2 separate regions of the Mus musculus genome follow, and region 2 is linked to region 1. A link is a contact called in public Hi-C data. All regions are on one chromosome and are shown on one strand. The core of a region is the stretch at or near the end of the contact, and the rest is flanking DNA. Distances in the headings are between cores, read along the strand shown.

Evidence for each region. A called contact is a pair of places that touch in the nucleus more often than the background predicts.
Region 2: a Hi-C map of cerebellar granule neurons shows a contact between it and region 1, with 4 times the contacts expected there. The contact joins two enhancer-like sites.

Annotation. Positions count from the first base shown.
Region 1 is chr12:38,563,048-38,565,747 of GRCm38.p6, reverse strand. All of the region lies in intron 23 of Dgkb (diacylglycerol kinase, beta), which reads right to left. All of the region lies in intron 4 of 4930428E07Rik (RIKEN cDNA 4930428E07 gene), which reads left to right. Among named protein-coding and RNA genes, the nearest start is that of 4930428E07Rik, 50 kb to the left of the region's middle. Within about 2 kb of position 1,292, at least 1 of the 459 cell types and tissues checked has an H3K27ac peak or open chromatin away from gene starts, as enhancers often do. A contact at or near this core is called in cerebellar granule neurons, where this site is marked.
Region 2 is chr12:39,491,853-39,494,552 of GRCm38.p6, reverse strand. The region is part of intron 2 of Gm34923 (a long non-coding RNA gene); the gene reads left to right. Among named protein-coding and RNA genes, the nearest start is that of Gm24069, 32 kb to the right of the region's middle. Within about 2 kb of position 1,257, at least 4 of the 459 cell types and tissues checked have an H3K27ac peak or open chromatin away from gene starts, as enhancers often do. A contact at or near this core is called in cerebellar granule neurons, where this site is marked.

The DNA of each region.
Region 1 (2,700 bases), core at 43-2,542:
GTCTCTCACCTGGGCAGCAGGGTAGAATAGGTCCTGGTTGTGGTGATTGCTGGTGAGATGATGCCAAGGGCATGAGAGTTAAGAGAGTTGCAGGCTGACTAACTCAGATATCTCTGGGGCTCAGAGGGCTTTGAATTTTCCCATCTCAACATCTACCCCCACCAATGAACTGCTAGAATACATGAAGGAGCCAATCCTACAGATCCAAAACTACAGGATCTCCATGACACAGCTCAACAACAGCGTATTCAAGAAGAGTCCAAGTGAGATTCCAATATTGATAGAGTAGCAGAAACCAAAGACCTCTTGCCAGACCAAGGAGTTATTGCAATGAACATTTGCAAGCAAAGAAGGGTGGACAAAAGGGTATACTGTGTAACACACTGTGCCACACTACAACTTCCACAAGGAGATTCCCCCCACCCTAGCCCCCACTGTTGAGGCAGAGGATACAAACATGGAGGGCAGGTACTGCAGAAAGGGAAATGAACAGGATTGCGTCGTGGTGTGAAATTCACAAAGAACCAATAAGAGGGTTTTAAATTTTTTTCTATATATATTCAGGGCGTATCTATCCCTTTTCCTATAGCTTAGATCCACTCAGGGAAATGGTACAAGATTATCACTGTATATAGAAATTATAAAGAGACCAACCAACAGAATATTCTCAAATATTTTAATCAGTTAAGTAAGTAAAACTATCATGTGATCTATTAGAGAGGAAGTGAGAATACTTAGGAATGGATATAATAAGAATAAATTATCGGATTAATTAATGTTCAAATCTTTGCTTTCTCTGTAAGAAAAAATCTAAATTTATTCTTTAAATATAATAAATGATTATGACTATAAATTATACTATTTTGTTTCAAAGAAGAAATTTATTTCTTAGGAAAAAAAAAACTCAGATTTTCAGCCTTATAATTAGTTTGCCTAAAACCAATTTGCAAACACTGGTCTCTTCTACAGTTGATAGACTTTTCCTTTCTCCTTTTCTAGGAGTTGCTACTTGATCTGCTGCAGTTTGAAAGATCTGCAGGATGGATGGTTACTCAGCCAGGGTTACCTAAGAACTGAAAAAAAAATACCAAGCACATCATAAACAACCTTTCAGAATCCCAAGATGAGGATATAATAGAGATGAAATAAGTAAAAATAAATCCACAGGCTCAGACAGAAGCACATCAGAAATTCATACAAATGGCTGGGTTTCGGGGGAAATGCTATTATAAATATGTAATCTTTAGTTACTCAGTCCTCCCCCAACACCCTGATTCTTAGATTTAAAGCCAGATTCCTTCATTATTTCTGACCTGATATGAAGCACCATCTGGCATGTTCATGTTAAGAGGATTATATGAAAGAAAAATAGATATTTTTGCTCCTTCTAACTCTAAGAGTTTTTAAAGGCATGCACATTATTTAGGTTTAAAATGTGAAAAACACAAATGGATAAAGAAAAAAGTGGGTTTAATATCTATTTCTTAAAAGGAAAACAGTTATACACAGCTTTAACGATGAACTATTTTTACTGGCATTCATAGCTTCCGTTTTAAAATTTTAGTCTTATGGGAATTTTTCTTAAAGAAAGATTACAAATCCAGATTTTTATAAGGAGAATAGTCATTATTTTCTATGATATTGATACATACATATATGAAACTAAATTTTAGATATCACTATGTCCAAGTCAAAAATTTTGAGGTAACTCTGAAGATATTCATCGGTTTCTAGTTCCGTGAACTGAATCAAACATATGAAAGTTGTGAAGTTGGAATACAGGTTTGTGATGGTTGAGGATAAAACTTCTACCTTTTAAAATTTACATAAAATCATAAACTTTTAAATCTACTTCCTGCAACTGATAGCTCCTGTTAAGAAAGAGATTTTGTAGTTACGTGGCTCATGATATTAATCCTAGTTCCTTGGAGGCAAAGGTATGCAGATCTCTGAGGATTCCAATCCAGCTCAGTTTATACAGTGAACTCCAGGCCAGTTAGAATTATTTAGTGAGAATATCTTCAAAACCAAAATAAAACAAGATGTACAATAAGAAAGCACCTCTTCAAACAAACAGAAAATAAACAACAACAACAACAATAAGAAACTCATTTGAAAAATAAGAAAGATGGCATCCATATGTGCTATAAAAGGACACTAGAAATGGTGTGCTGTTTGGTACCCAGAGCTACAGTGCAGATTTTCTGACCCATAGTCCATTATACTCTGTACTTTATAGAATACTTTCTTCTTGAGCCAGATGAGCTTCTGTCTAGAAATGGCCACTGTGCAAGGCCTATGCCCCACGTCTTCATACACACATAGCACTATGGAAACAGCTTAACTCAAACTTAGAACAATTCTTTTTGACTACCTTCTTTTCTGAAGCATTTAGAGTAGCTAAATGTTCATATTTTAAAACATTTCTCAAGAGTCTACACATAACTATGAGCAAAAGCCAAACTGTGTAACAAAAGCACCCAGTAGAAAAGAAAAAAAAATGTAACTGAAATCAAAAGTAACCAGAAAGGTCTAGAAAGATGGCTCAGTGTTTAAGAGTGCATACTGTTCTTAAGGGAGGCTGAGATGAGTTTCCAGCATCCACTTACAATCGCCAATTACTCCTGATACAGGGATATAGTGTCTTTGTGCTTTTCAGGAACCCATGGACATGTGCAAATTCATAAACATAGAAAATCA
Region 2 (2,700 bases), core at 8-2,507, 930 kb before region 1:
TGTAAGAGGATATTTTAGTGGTAACAGTGGGTAGAAAAGGAGGCTAAGATGATCCTAATCAAATGGTACATCTAGGTGAGAAATATCACCCTGAGGCCATCTTCAAATACTGGATGAGAAACATGAATGAGGGCCTACACCCTACAAATGGCTTTAAGTACAGGGAAACCCATTATGTTCCTTGGTACAGTTCTACAATAAAGGGAACCTGTGCAAGCAATTTTTGCCTCCCTTTGTATGTTACTAACAACATGTTTATAATTTACAGGCAGCTTTTTATGTCCAGTATTCTCCTTTGTTTTTATTCCAACAACAATCAAAAGTGAATTCTCTTTTGACTATTTGAAGGTGTCAAATTCATACATTAACAGAGAAAATAAACCTGACATGCATCCATGACATAGAGTGGGATGAGAAGAGAAAATTAACTGTTTTTAAAGATATTACTCGAATGCATATAGTAAATTAGCAATGGGAAGATAGAACCATGATGGGGACCTGCCAGTAGATGGGGAACTTGCTTTGAAAATGACCTGTCAAGAGGGAAACTAGAGCCAACTAAACTTTGCTGCCTAGGCAAAATTTGCTAATTTGGGTTATATATTAGGCCACTCTGTTTTAGTGGTCAGCGTCGTTCACGTCATGAGAGGACATAATTTCTACAATAACTAAAGTTGAAATTAATACTCAGAAACGAGCCATACTCTATTTAGACCTAAAATCCATTAAGTTGTCTGCATTAGAGGAAGGAGCTGATCCAAGGAGATAAAGCCCATTTGTTATATTGGAATAGCTGAATGGGGGGAAATTAACACAGTGCCCAGAATGAGAAGGGTGGGATCGAACTCTTGTAGGCCCATGCTATTTTAATGGCAGTTGTGAAGGAAAGCACTGTTCAAAGTATTTTAAATGGCACTGAGATAACATTCCCTAACCTTCATGGATGAAGTTTTACCAATTTTTGATCAGTTATGGAAAATTAGAGAAATGTAAGTGTGACAAGAGCATTGTACTGGCAGAGGTTTTAGAAATCATGTAAAAAACTTGTCAGTCGATGACAGAGATGCAGTCGACCTAAATGGAGGATGCTCTTGCAAGCCCTAATTCTGGTTCTGTTGGTCCACTGTTTTCATCTCTACACGGGCAACTCATTTCTGCAGGAAAAGAGAAAGAATCTCTGTGAACAAATGGGCAGACGGACGGGGTGTGCGTGCCAGGAGATGCTGCATGTTTTGGGAAGTTGTTCCAGTGTTATTGTCCAAGAATGGAAAAGTAACTCCTGCCAAGATAATTCAGTGTTCCTCAAAGCATAACACCATATGTATGCACCACAGTCAAAGTTGCTTAAGCGTCTCAACTATACCAGTAGTCGTGTGTTGTTTCCCTTGGTTTTTCTCTTTATTAAATGCCACCAAAAAGCCTCTGTACTAAAAAAAAGCCTTGAAGTTATCAATTGTTTCAAATGATATTTAATTATAAAGGTTTCATATTTTTTACCTATATTCTAGTATATGTTATTTTTTTCTATTCAGATTTTGCTTAATTTTTGTTGTTGTTGTTAAGAACTTAGTAACTTTACAGATGTAATATCATAGAGAAAAGCAGAATTGCATTAGGCTAAATGTTCCTAAATGTCTGATGAGTTCTGCAAAAAGATAGCACCTAGTATTATTTGTTGTTGCTAAATTACAAAAAAAAAAAAAAAAATCTATGACTTTCATGTGTCAAAATCATGTGGTAAGATTATTTGTCATTTTATTTTAACACAGATCTATCAGATAGAACCAGAAAGATTATGCTTTCATATATTGTGACTTTCGTTTGCAGAGTATTCAGGTTTGGAAACTGTCCTGTGGTAGAAATGCGATCTGTGTGTTGTAGCACTTGTGTGTAATATTGTGGTCCAGAATATCTGTGCACAGGGTCAGTGAGAGCATACATAGGGATGTCCTTAGGTGCCAGAGCAGACAATGTGCACCAACTGTATGGAAACCTGTAACTTTTTTTTTTTTTAACTTTCTCACTGTATTTCCAGTGTTCTGTATAAAGCCTACAAAACAACTTATTTATTGACTAAGTATTCATTCAGGATGCTTGAAAATTCAGTTTCCTACCATGACATAGACCATGTAAAAACCAAAGTTAAACTTTATTCTCTCAAGACCTTATATGTGCACACTCATGGGAATGGGTCTCAGAAACTTAAGCCTTCACTCTCATATTAGACTGTTTTGTTTTTGTTTTTGTTTTTTTCTAATCTTCACAAAACTTCCCTAAAATGTCAGGTTTTTTTTTTTTGCTAAATATTTTAAGGTTAATCCTTTATTGTTTTTATGTTCTTTTAAAATTTCCTTCCTTCCTCTCTCCCTTCTTCCCTTCCCCCCCTCCCCGCCAAGTGTGTGTGTGTGTGTGTGTGTGTGTGTGTGTGTGTGTGAATGTTGCATGTGTGCAGAGGCCAGAAAAGGATGTCAGGTTCCTTGGAAATGGAGTAACACACACTTGTGTGCAGTCTTCTGTGGATACTGGGGGTTCCCAGTATAGCTAGTGCCACTCACACTCATTACAGTGCTTCTCAGGAAGTCACTGTTAGTGACAGAGAGGTGTCGCACATATCTGGAAAGACTAAATGGTGGGAGCAAAAACTCGAGGCTTACATTTCAGAGCCATGTTCTTCTATGTTCTTATTTCTTAGTAGGTAGT